2 separate regions of the Mus musculus genome follow, and region 1 is linked to region 2. Evidence: chromatin contacts called from public Hi-C data. All regions are on one chromosome and are shown on one strand. The core of a region is the stretch at or near the end of the contact, and the rest is flanking DNA. Distances in the headings are between cores, read along the strand shown.

Region 1 (4,786 bases), core at 2,050-4,549, 240 kb after region 2:
TGCTGTGCCACAGGAACGTTCACCTACCTACTATGTCCCTTACCAAAACTTTAGGCAATGGAGAAAGTTACTGACAGAAACTAAATGCAAATTCTTAATTCCATTTCTTTGTAGAAAATAAATATTTAAAACACTTAAAGGTAACTGCAACCTTTTTATAAGAAAATGTCAATAATAAAGATCCCAATGACAGAATTTAATAAATGCAAACTGGCTCAAATATTGGTTGAAAGAATTTCTTTACATTTTTTGGTAATAAGGGTAATGTCATATTTGGTAAATAAAAATGGGCTCTCTAGTATAAAGGCAGATGTAACAGTCATTCACTTCTTGCCACCCTGCTGGTACAATGACCAGCCAATAGTGTTGTTTTGTGCAGATTAGTACTAACTCACTGCAATTAATAACTCAACAGCAGAATCACAAGTAAAGAAACGGAACCCAATGGTGATGAGAAATGGAAAGATGCTGGTGAGCCAGTGGGATAAAGAAAGAACAGAGCTCACATTGGCAAATGAAACTCCTGACTCTTTAGTATGATTGCTTGAGCCAAAACCTCTTACTAAGAACTTGTCTGGATGGGGTGAAAATATTTGATGGTGCTTAGGAGAAGGGAGCATGAGGACTGCCACAGGATAAGGCTTAATCATAATAAGACTCTGTCTATAGAGGGGAAAGAACAAACAGATCAAGCTAACTATGGCACATGCCTATAATTCCAGTAGCTTTGAGGCAGAAACAGGACAGCCTAAAAGTCTGAAGGCAACCCAGTTCACACAGGAAGTTCTAAGGCAAGGCTACAGAAAAGACTTAATTTCTAGAAAAGAAAACAGTGGGGGTGAAAAAGAAAAGGAGAGAGAGAAAGAAGGAGAAATAGAAGGAGAGAAAGGGAGGGAGAAAGGGAGGGAGAAAAAGAGAGAGAGAGGTAGAGGGGGAGAGGAAGAGGGGGAGGGAGAGAGGAAGAGGGAGAATAAGGGGGAGAGAATGAAAGAGGAAGAGGAAAAAAGAGGGAGAGAAAGGAGAGAGAAAGAGAACAAGAGAGGGAGAAAGAGAGGGAGAAGGAGAAAGAGAGAGGGGGAAAGAAGAAAGAGAGACAGAGATGGATTTTAAGATTTTCTTCATTCTGTATTTTCATGCTTTGGTTTTTACTTAAGCACAATGTTGCATTACCTTTGAGAACAATTCTTAATGGGAAGTTAAGAAAAGAATGCACAGCACAGATTTAAACATATGCCCATATAAAGTCATCCCTAAACTTCTGGATCATTAAAAGAACCTTGGTGTACAGGTTTGTCCTAATCATGAGATGTTGAAGAACTAGATGGCTAAGTGTAGCAAGAACACTAAGGAAAAGGACAGACAGAAGCAAAGGTGCCTTCTTGCAGGGAGCGACATCTATGGACTCCAGTTTGACTCCACTGTTGCCATTCTGTTCCTTGCTTCAGCAAAAGGAGACTCCAGAGCTGGGAGTTGAACCCACCTTGGAATAGTGTGTGAACGCTGCAGTGACCAAAAGCTCCTTACAAAATGTAATTGCTATGAAAGCTTTAATACATGGAAAAATGTGTGTGAGAAAACGTGCATCTCTGTGTCTACTTAAGCTTCTTGTGCTTTGCCTTGGCTCTTTTTCTTCTGTTTGTTTTGTGGTAGCACAGGAGTTGGAGAGGTCTGCATGGAGCCAGGGGAGAGAAAACTGTAATCAGAAAATATTGTATGAAAAAAAAAACTTTTTCAACAAAAGAATAGAAAAAGCTTTCATACACATATTTTCATTGTTCTTTTGTGTAGCTATGCATGTGTTCATGTGTATGTACACATGTGTGAGAGCATATATGCATAATGTGTTTGCATGCGTGTAGAAGTCAAAAATCAAACTTCCAGTGTCTTCCTATACCACTCTTCACATTATTGAGACAAGTTCTCTGTCCAAACCTGGAGATCACTAATTTGGCAAGACTGGCTGACTGGCAAGCACCCAGAGATCCAGCTACCTCAGCACACGAGACTCCACCCCCCTGAGCTAGGATGACATGCATGTGCAATCCCTGGCGTTTTGGGTGCTGGGGATCTGAGCTCAGGTTCTTATGCTTTGAGATCCATATGTTCACTCGTGGGAATTGCTTTAAATTGAAATTCCATATGACTATTGAAAAGTAGGGTATTTAGATTGCTAAACATACCAATATAAATACAAGGGCTGACCTATCAGTGCCCCAACACTAGCTACTACTGGTATAGAAGATGGTGTTTATTATTCCATATAATCATTTAGAGAGAGGTTATTTCCAATCAAGCCTATCAGATTATATAAGTCATTTTAAGCCTTTAGATTTCTATATAAGTACAAAACTGAAACAAAGAAAGAGACTCTCACTTGCTACTGTACCCCTTCACCAAAGGGGCAGGAAAGAGAAAGCAAAGATATTTAGATGGTTATTTATCGCTTATCTACACTGTCCCTGCCCACTACTTCTCCAGTAGCTAAAGGCAAATCATGATTTTTGTTAAAAACTAAAGTCCAGGAGAAGCACACACTGACATGACCACATGGCTATTACAGAACTGATTTAACACAAGGACCCAGTCCATCAGTGTCTCCAGCTGCAGTGCTTATGGAAAAAGACTCAATCTGCAGATATAAGTTTTTGACATTGGATGGTTTTGGTTACAACTTGAACTCCTAAATATTTAGCTGTCAATTTATGAGCATACACTGACCAGAGTTTTGTTATCAAGTCCACAATTATTTGGAATCATGATCAAAGCCAAGGGCAATTGTTTTTTAAATGTACACTAAAAATTTCCCAAGTCAATGGCACAAAGCCTGCCTTTCATTCTCTTTAGCCTTTTTAATTTAAGTTTAAAATATAAGCCCTTGTTGTGTTCTTCAATGCCACACTATGGCTGCAGTTTCCTTGGTAGAATAAGGGCTGAATGTACATGGAAATTATCAGCCAATAACAATAGGTCTTTGTCCAGCTGTGACTACTTCCCTCCTCTACAGCTAGTCCTTATCTGGCTCAGGAAATGCCTGTTTTAACTGACAGGTAGGAGATTAAATCTACAGCTGCTGCAACACAATCTCAGCTCTGTTAGATGGGCTTTCATTGGAAAGCACTACAAACACGTAATTTGTTTACGTTGTACCAGCAATCTCTGACAAAGCAGACTGTCTAGCTGAGACAAATGTGGTTAAACCCATTTATTGTATTATTTCTGCTACACAGAACAAGCTCTTAAAACGCAGGAACTAGACAAGGCACAAGGCTCTCACTGTCTAAAGAAATCAAGAATAGAGACTCCTTGCTACGCTGGCCTTTTACACGGAAGGCACAGTCTCCCCTGAAAAGCGTTGATTCCGGTTTCTCTTTTAAGTGGGTGGCTCGATTACGTTTCTGCTTTCAGTTTCTGAGTTTCTTTTGTTCCTTACTAGCATAAACACACGTGAAATCCTGCATCCAAACATCTTTAAACTCAATAACAAGATGAATATTTACAGCAAGTGCTGTGGCACCTCCTCCAAAAATATCCATAATGATAAGTGCTGTTGACAAATGTTTATTACAAATTCTGATCATGTTATTTGATTTCTTTATTTCATTTAATGAAGAAGATAACTTTGTAACTCACAAAGGCTATGAATGGCATGTCCTTCAAGTTAAATAAATAGTCCTGCAAAGAGATACATAACTGTGAAAAACATTAGAGGAGAATCCCAACAACAGGATGGAAAAGAGTGCTGCCCTCATCTCATTATGACCTCACTGCTCTGTGCTGAAAATAACTAGTAACTAGAATAAGAACGAATCTCAACTAGAAATGGAAAATAATTTTGCTTTTCTAAATTAAAGTCTCTTCTTCATATTTACACCTTTATATATAAAGTTTACTTGCTCATCTCTATCTAGTACTCAGAGTATGATTATGCACAAACTGTAACATTACTAATAGCTACAGTTTAAACTTTAAATACACACATACATACGTGTGTGTGTCCAAAGAGTGATAATCAGTGTGACCAGACAGCAGATGGTATGTAATTTAATTTTTAAAATAGGAAAACAGATGCTATAATTCAAACTTGCCTGAAGAATTAGGAAGATTGGTGTAATAGACAAAAGGATTATAGAACTGTACCCGAAGCAGTCAAGAGCCTCACACTCTAATATGTCATTACTTTTTAAAATCGTACTCGATTTTGCCTTAATCATCACCATAAAACAGGAGAGTGAGAGAAGAATCTTCCAAGTTAAAATGCTTAAAAACCTGAGTTAGTCTTAAAATACAGCAAGTATGCAATAAACTCGCTGAATCCATGGGGTCTCCCTCAAACAGTATGGATAATGAGGGGAATCCATAACAGACATAAACAAACCCAGAAAGATGTCTAGACCCCGCATCATTACGTATGATATATGCTCAAGATAGATGGGCAGACATTTGAATGTTCAACTTCAAACTTGGCTTCTATTAGACTGATTCAGTCACAGCATGGGGTTTTTTTAATAAACAAACCTCAATGTTAGAAAATATTGGGGACTCAAATCATGTATTATGCCACAGCTAGTTAAAGGTGTGGTGTTCTAATGTCTTGTATTCCTTGAAGCTTTCTTACAACCGACTATAAATAATAATAAAGGAAAAACATAGCATATAAAACATACAGAAGTCTTAAGACTCTTGTCTTGCATGTTCAGAGCAGCAGATGCAATGCTGGCATTTTAAATGCATGGCCAGGAAAGAATTTGTATCTCCCATTAAAATTAGAAATGGCTTTAACTATGTG
Region 2 (4,087 bases), core at 1,293-3,792:
TGGTGTGCCCTCCAGGCTCAGCCCATCTCCTCACACTGAGGGGAAAGCCATGGGTTCTGTGGGCAGCAGACCTCACAGTCACACACATACACTGAGCTGTAGGAGCTGAAGCCATCCCTGCCGAGGATTTCCGCCCTTCATCTGGGCCATAATCCACCTCCCAGGCCACACAGTGCCTGGCTTGTGCTTAAACAAGGCACGCACTGTACCAGTGTTCTCACATCACGCTGCGGGAAGGCAAACAGAGCTGGGGACCTATGCCAAGGTTTTCAAAGGCTGCCCTGAAACGTAAATGTGGCCTCTGTACATTCTTCAGGCAACGCTGGGGATCATCTCTGTGGTACCAGGGCCAGCACAATTACCCTATTACTACCCGATGGCGGCTCCTGATGAATGCATCTCTGTGATGGTTCCTTTTAACCTGACGACAGGAAAAGGAAAATCTATGGAAGGGGGCATGAGGCAGAGTTCCATGAGCTCATGTCTAGTGGGGAAAGCTAAAGGCATGTGAAGGCTGGGGGTGAGTGGATCACATTGCTTCTGGCTTCAGGGGCAATGTTATTGCCCCTTCCTCTAAGAACTTCCATGGGTTAGCCTCAATGTGTGGGGACATCTACCAACTGGAATTCCGTGAAACAGGGGCCACAAATGTCAGGATATACATTCAGGTTTGTGTACCCTGGGCTGAATAGCTGAAAATCTCTCTCTCTCTCTCTCTCTCTCTCTCTCTCTCTCTCTCTCTCTCTCTCTCTACCTAAAACAAGGGAGTAAATTTAAATAAAAGATGTACACAGTTTTTGAGAGAGCAGATAAAGAGAATATAAAAGTTAGATAAAGCCCAGAGAAGAACAAGCCACTTAGGTTGCTGTGCCTCAGGCTACACATCATCAAATAAAGCAATAATGGTGTCTCTGTAAGATGCTTGAGGGGGCCGTGAAATGCACGTCTACTCACTACCACAAGTAGGAAAACTAGGGAGGAAGGGGAGTCAGGACACTCAGGTGTGGTTTAGCATGACTTTCTGAACCAGCCGCCCCCGCCCTGCCCCCCCCCCACACACACACATAGAAACCTCTCAAAGCTTGAAGCAATGCTATGACATGGGAACACATGCCAAGGGCAGCAACCGGACAGATGGGAGGCACTATGGTGGTCAGCATCTATGGAATACTTCTTTTCGAGATTCTGAGACACAGTGGATTCTGCTGCTCTTTCTTCTGAGTCTATCTAGTTCATCTCTGCAGATTTTCTCATCCTTCCCAAGGCCAAGGTCAGGAGAACTGGGGAGAAGTCAGCCTTGATGAGCACAGGAAGAGTCTCGAACCTTAGGAAAAGTGTGGTAGTGGTGTCAAGCAAAGGCAAGACTGAACCCTATGCTTCTGATGGGGAAGCGAAGTCTGGCCCTGGGAAGGCAATTTCTCCAGGTCAAACGTCATAAGGAAGGGCACAGGAGGTTAAAGCAGAAATCCTGAAAAAGTACAAGAGTTTGCAGGAAAAGCAACAAGGACCGGCTTTTATAGCTTCACCTTTAAGCCTTCTTCTTTGGGTAGTATGGCAGTCACTTTTCTCATTGCTGGGACAAGACTGCAACCTAAGAAAGGGTTCATTTTGACTTGTGGTTTAGGAAGGGATGCAGTCTGTTATACAGAGGAAGGCATGGGAGCAGGGCTGTGAGGCAGCTCTCTCTCTCTCTCTCTCTCTCTCTCTCTCTCTCTCTGTGTGTGTGTGTGTGTGTGTGTGTGTGTGTGTGTGTGTGTGTGTGTGTGTGTGTGTATTCTATATCTGTAGACAGATTCTATATCTGTAGTCAGGAGACAGAGAGCAGACAGGAAGTAGGACTGGACAATGAACCCTCCAGGCCCTCCTGGTGACCCACTCCCTCAAGCAGGGCTCCATCTACTTCCTAAGGCTCCACACTGTCTACCATCAAAGAAGTTTATATCCAAAACACAGCAGGTAGCAATGTTCACACCAGCTGAGGAGTCCCTGCTGCCAGACTCTTAGTTAACCTGGCTTGAATGAGATGAATCCTACCCCCATCTAGCCATAGGAGAAACACATAGTCTCCAGCTCAGCCAATGAGAGGGCTTCACTCCTGTGTCCGGGTGACTGATTGAGGGCAAGATGTATGCTTCGAGGTGACCCAAGAAGCCTCACAAATAAGCTTTCTCTGAAAGGCTACAGAAGAGAAACTCTTTCTACTGGCCTTGCTGGGCTGCTGGGGTCAAGGGCTATTCATGCGAGTGGGACTGAATTACCCTGAGAAGGAGGCACCACAAACAAATGTCACTCTGGGAGATAAAAGGAGACAAATTCTCAGCCTCATATGGAGTCCTTGCTCCAGCTGCACCTTCAGGTGACACATCCTGGATGTTGGTTGCCTTCACTCTTCAGTGTAGAGGCCAATGATTGATTTTGTAAATATGTGTGTCTCCTCGGCACTTGACCTAGGGGAGAAATATTCTCATTGATTTCATACTTAAACCAGATTGACTTAAACACCTGTCACTCACGTGTTTAAGAATCCAGCCCCATGTTTCAGATAAATAGTGGATATCAGCCACTGCTGACAAGACTGTGGCTGTGGCCATGAGGGAGGGTGACCAAAGGACCCTTACCTACCAGAATGAGGTAACGATGAAAACCAGAGAGGAGTTGAAGAGTACCAGGCTTGGTCAATGAAAATGCAGTTATTGTATCTGGAGAGACAGTTTCCTGCCAATGGGAGAGAACCTGAGCAAAGCTGCCTCCTGCTGGAGGGCCATAAGAACCGTGGGGGCAGTCAGCAGGGAGTGGGGCTGGATGGGTGACTTCAGCTCTTTCCTGGCCTGGTACTGCGTATTTGAATCTCCTGCTGGGCCAAGTAGTGACTTTGCAGGCCCTGCGGAATTCTCATCATTTCCCAGGGACCTTTCAGCTTGGGTTTGGCTCCTATGCCAAGGCTGTGACAGCTTTATTAGCACCTATAATTCAATGTGAGCATCAATGTGTTGGGAAACACTTTGGGGCTATCTGTTAAAGTCAGTTTAATTCCCTCTCAAATGCCTCTTTGTTTGCCAAAGTGCCAGGCAGAAGCCTTCCAGGTAGGCGGGGAGATGAGCCCCAGACAGGGATCAGCGGGACGTGTCTGCTGAGAGCACAAGTCACTTTGCTGGGGGCTGATGTCATTTCCAGTTAGTGGGCTCCTGGCAGAAAGGTCTGCAGAGGCTCAGATGACATCACTGGAGAGCAGCCTGTCATTGGCGGAGATAACAAATGGAGCTCAGCCCCAAGTTCCTGCTGCCCCAGGAAGTCTCAATTCATTCCTTGGCTTCGCTCCCTAAGAGGGGTCTGGAAAGGAGACTCTTTGGACCCTAGCAGACTGTCTTGCTGGCTACTTCATGGAAACAAAACAGAGGGGTATCTAAACTTTCCTCAAAGTTCCCAGTGACTGTTGTTATCACGTGCTGCCATGACACAGCAGCACACACAGCCGATCATCTACCCAGTGTACATGTTCCCTTCTGCTGTTCTAGAATCTGCCACAGCCACTAAGGCATGTCATTCTTCAAAAGATTGGATCTCCCCTTGGCAGATCCTCACTAACTCATCCATCCATCCATCCATCCATTCATTCATTCAACAAGTTCTATAGAATGCATATTTTTGTGATCATTGTTTCAGACACTAAGGATACTTCTTGACTGCCCCATCTGGGGATCTATCCCGTATACAGTCACCAAACCCAGACACTATTGTGGATGCCAAGAAGTGCTTGCTGACAGGAGCCTGATATAGCTGTCTCCTGAGAGGCTCTGCTAGTGCCTGAAAAATACAGAGACGGATGCTTGCAGCCAACCATTGGACTGAGCACAGGGTCCCCAATGGAGGAGTTAGAGAAAAGACTGAGGGAGCTGAAGGGGTTTGCAACCCCATAGGAAGAGCAATAATATCAACCAACCAGATACCCCAGGGACTAAACTACCAACCAAAGAGTACACTACTCATGGAGCAAACCATGACTCCAGCTGCATATGTAGCAGAGGATGGCCTTGTCGGACATCAATGGGAGGAGAGGTCCTTGGTCCTGTGAAGAAGGCTCAATGCC

What was found. A called contact is a pair of places that touch in the nucleus more often than the background predicts.
Region 1: a contact with region 2 is called in a Hi-C map of the N1E-115 cell line, with 2.1 times the contacts expected there. The contact joins two enhancer-like sites. A contact is called at or near these places in 1 of 484 Hi-C or Micro-C datasets (the N1E-115 cell line) and 1 of 115 datasets of contacts at active chromatin or transcription factors (stem cell-derived neural progenitor cells).

What each region holds. Positions count from the first base shown.
Region 1 is chr7:115,612,777-115,617,562 of GRCm38.p6, forward strand. All of the region lies in intron 7 of Sox6 (SRY (sex determining region Y)-box 6), which reads right to left. Among named protein-coding and RNA genes, the nearest start is that of Gm51455, 120 kb to the left of the region's middle. Within about 2 kb of position 3,300, at least 140 of the 459 cell types and tissues checked have an H3K27ac peak or open chromatin away from gene starts, as enhancers often do. A contact at or near this core is called in the N1E-115 cell line, where this site is marked.
Region 2 is chr7:115,371,124-115,375,210 of GRCm38.p6, forward strand. No RefSeq gene overlaps it. Among named protein-coding and RNA genes, the nearest start is that of Gm45999, 25 kb to the right of the region's middle. Within about 2 kb of position 2,543, at least 15 of the 459 cell types and tissues checked have an H3K27ac peak or open chromatin away from gene starts, as enhancers often do. A contact at or near this core is called in the N1E-115 cell line, where this site is marked.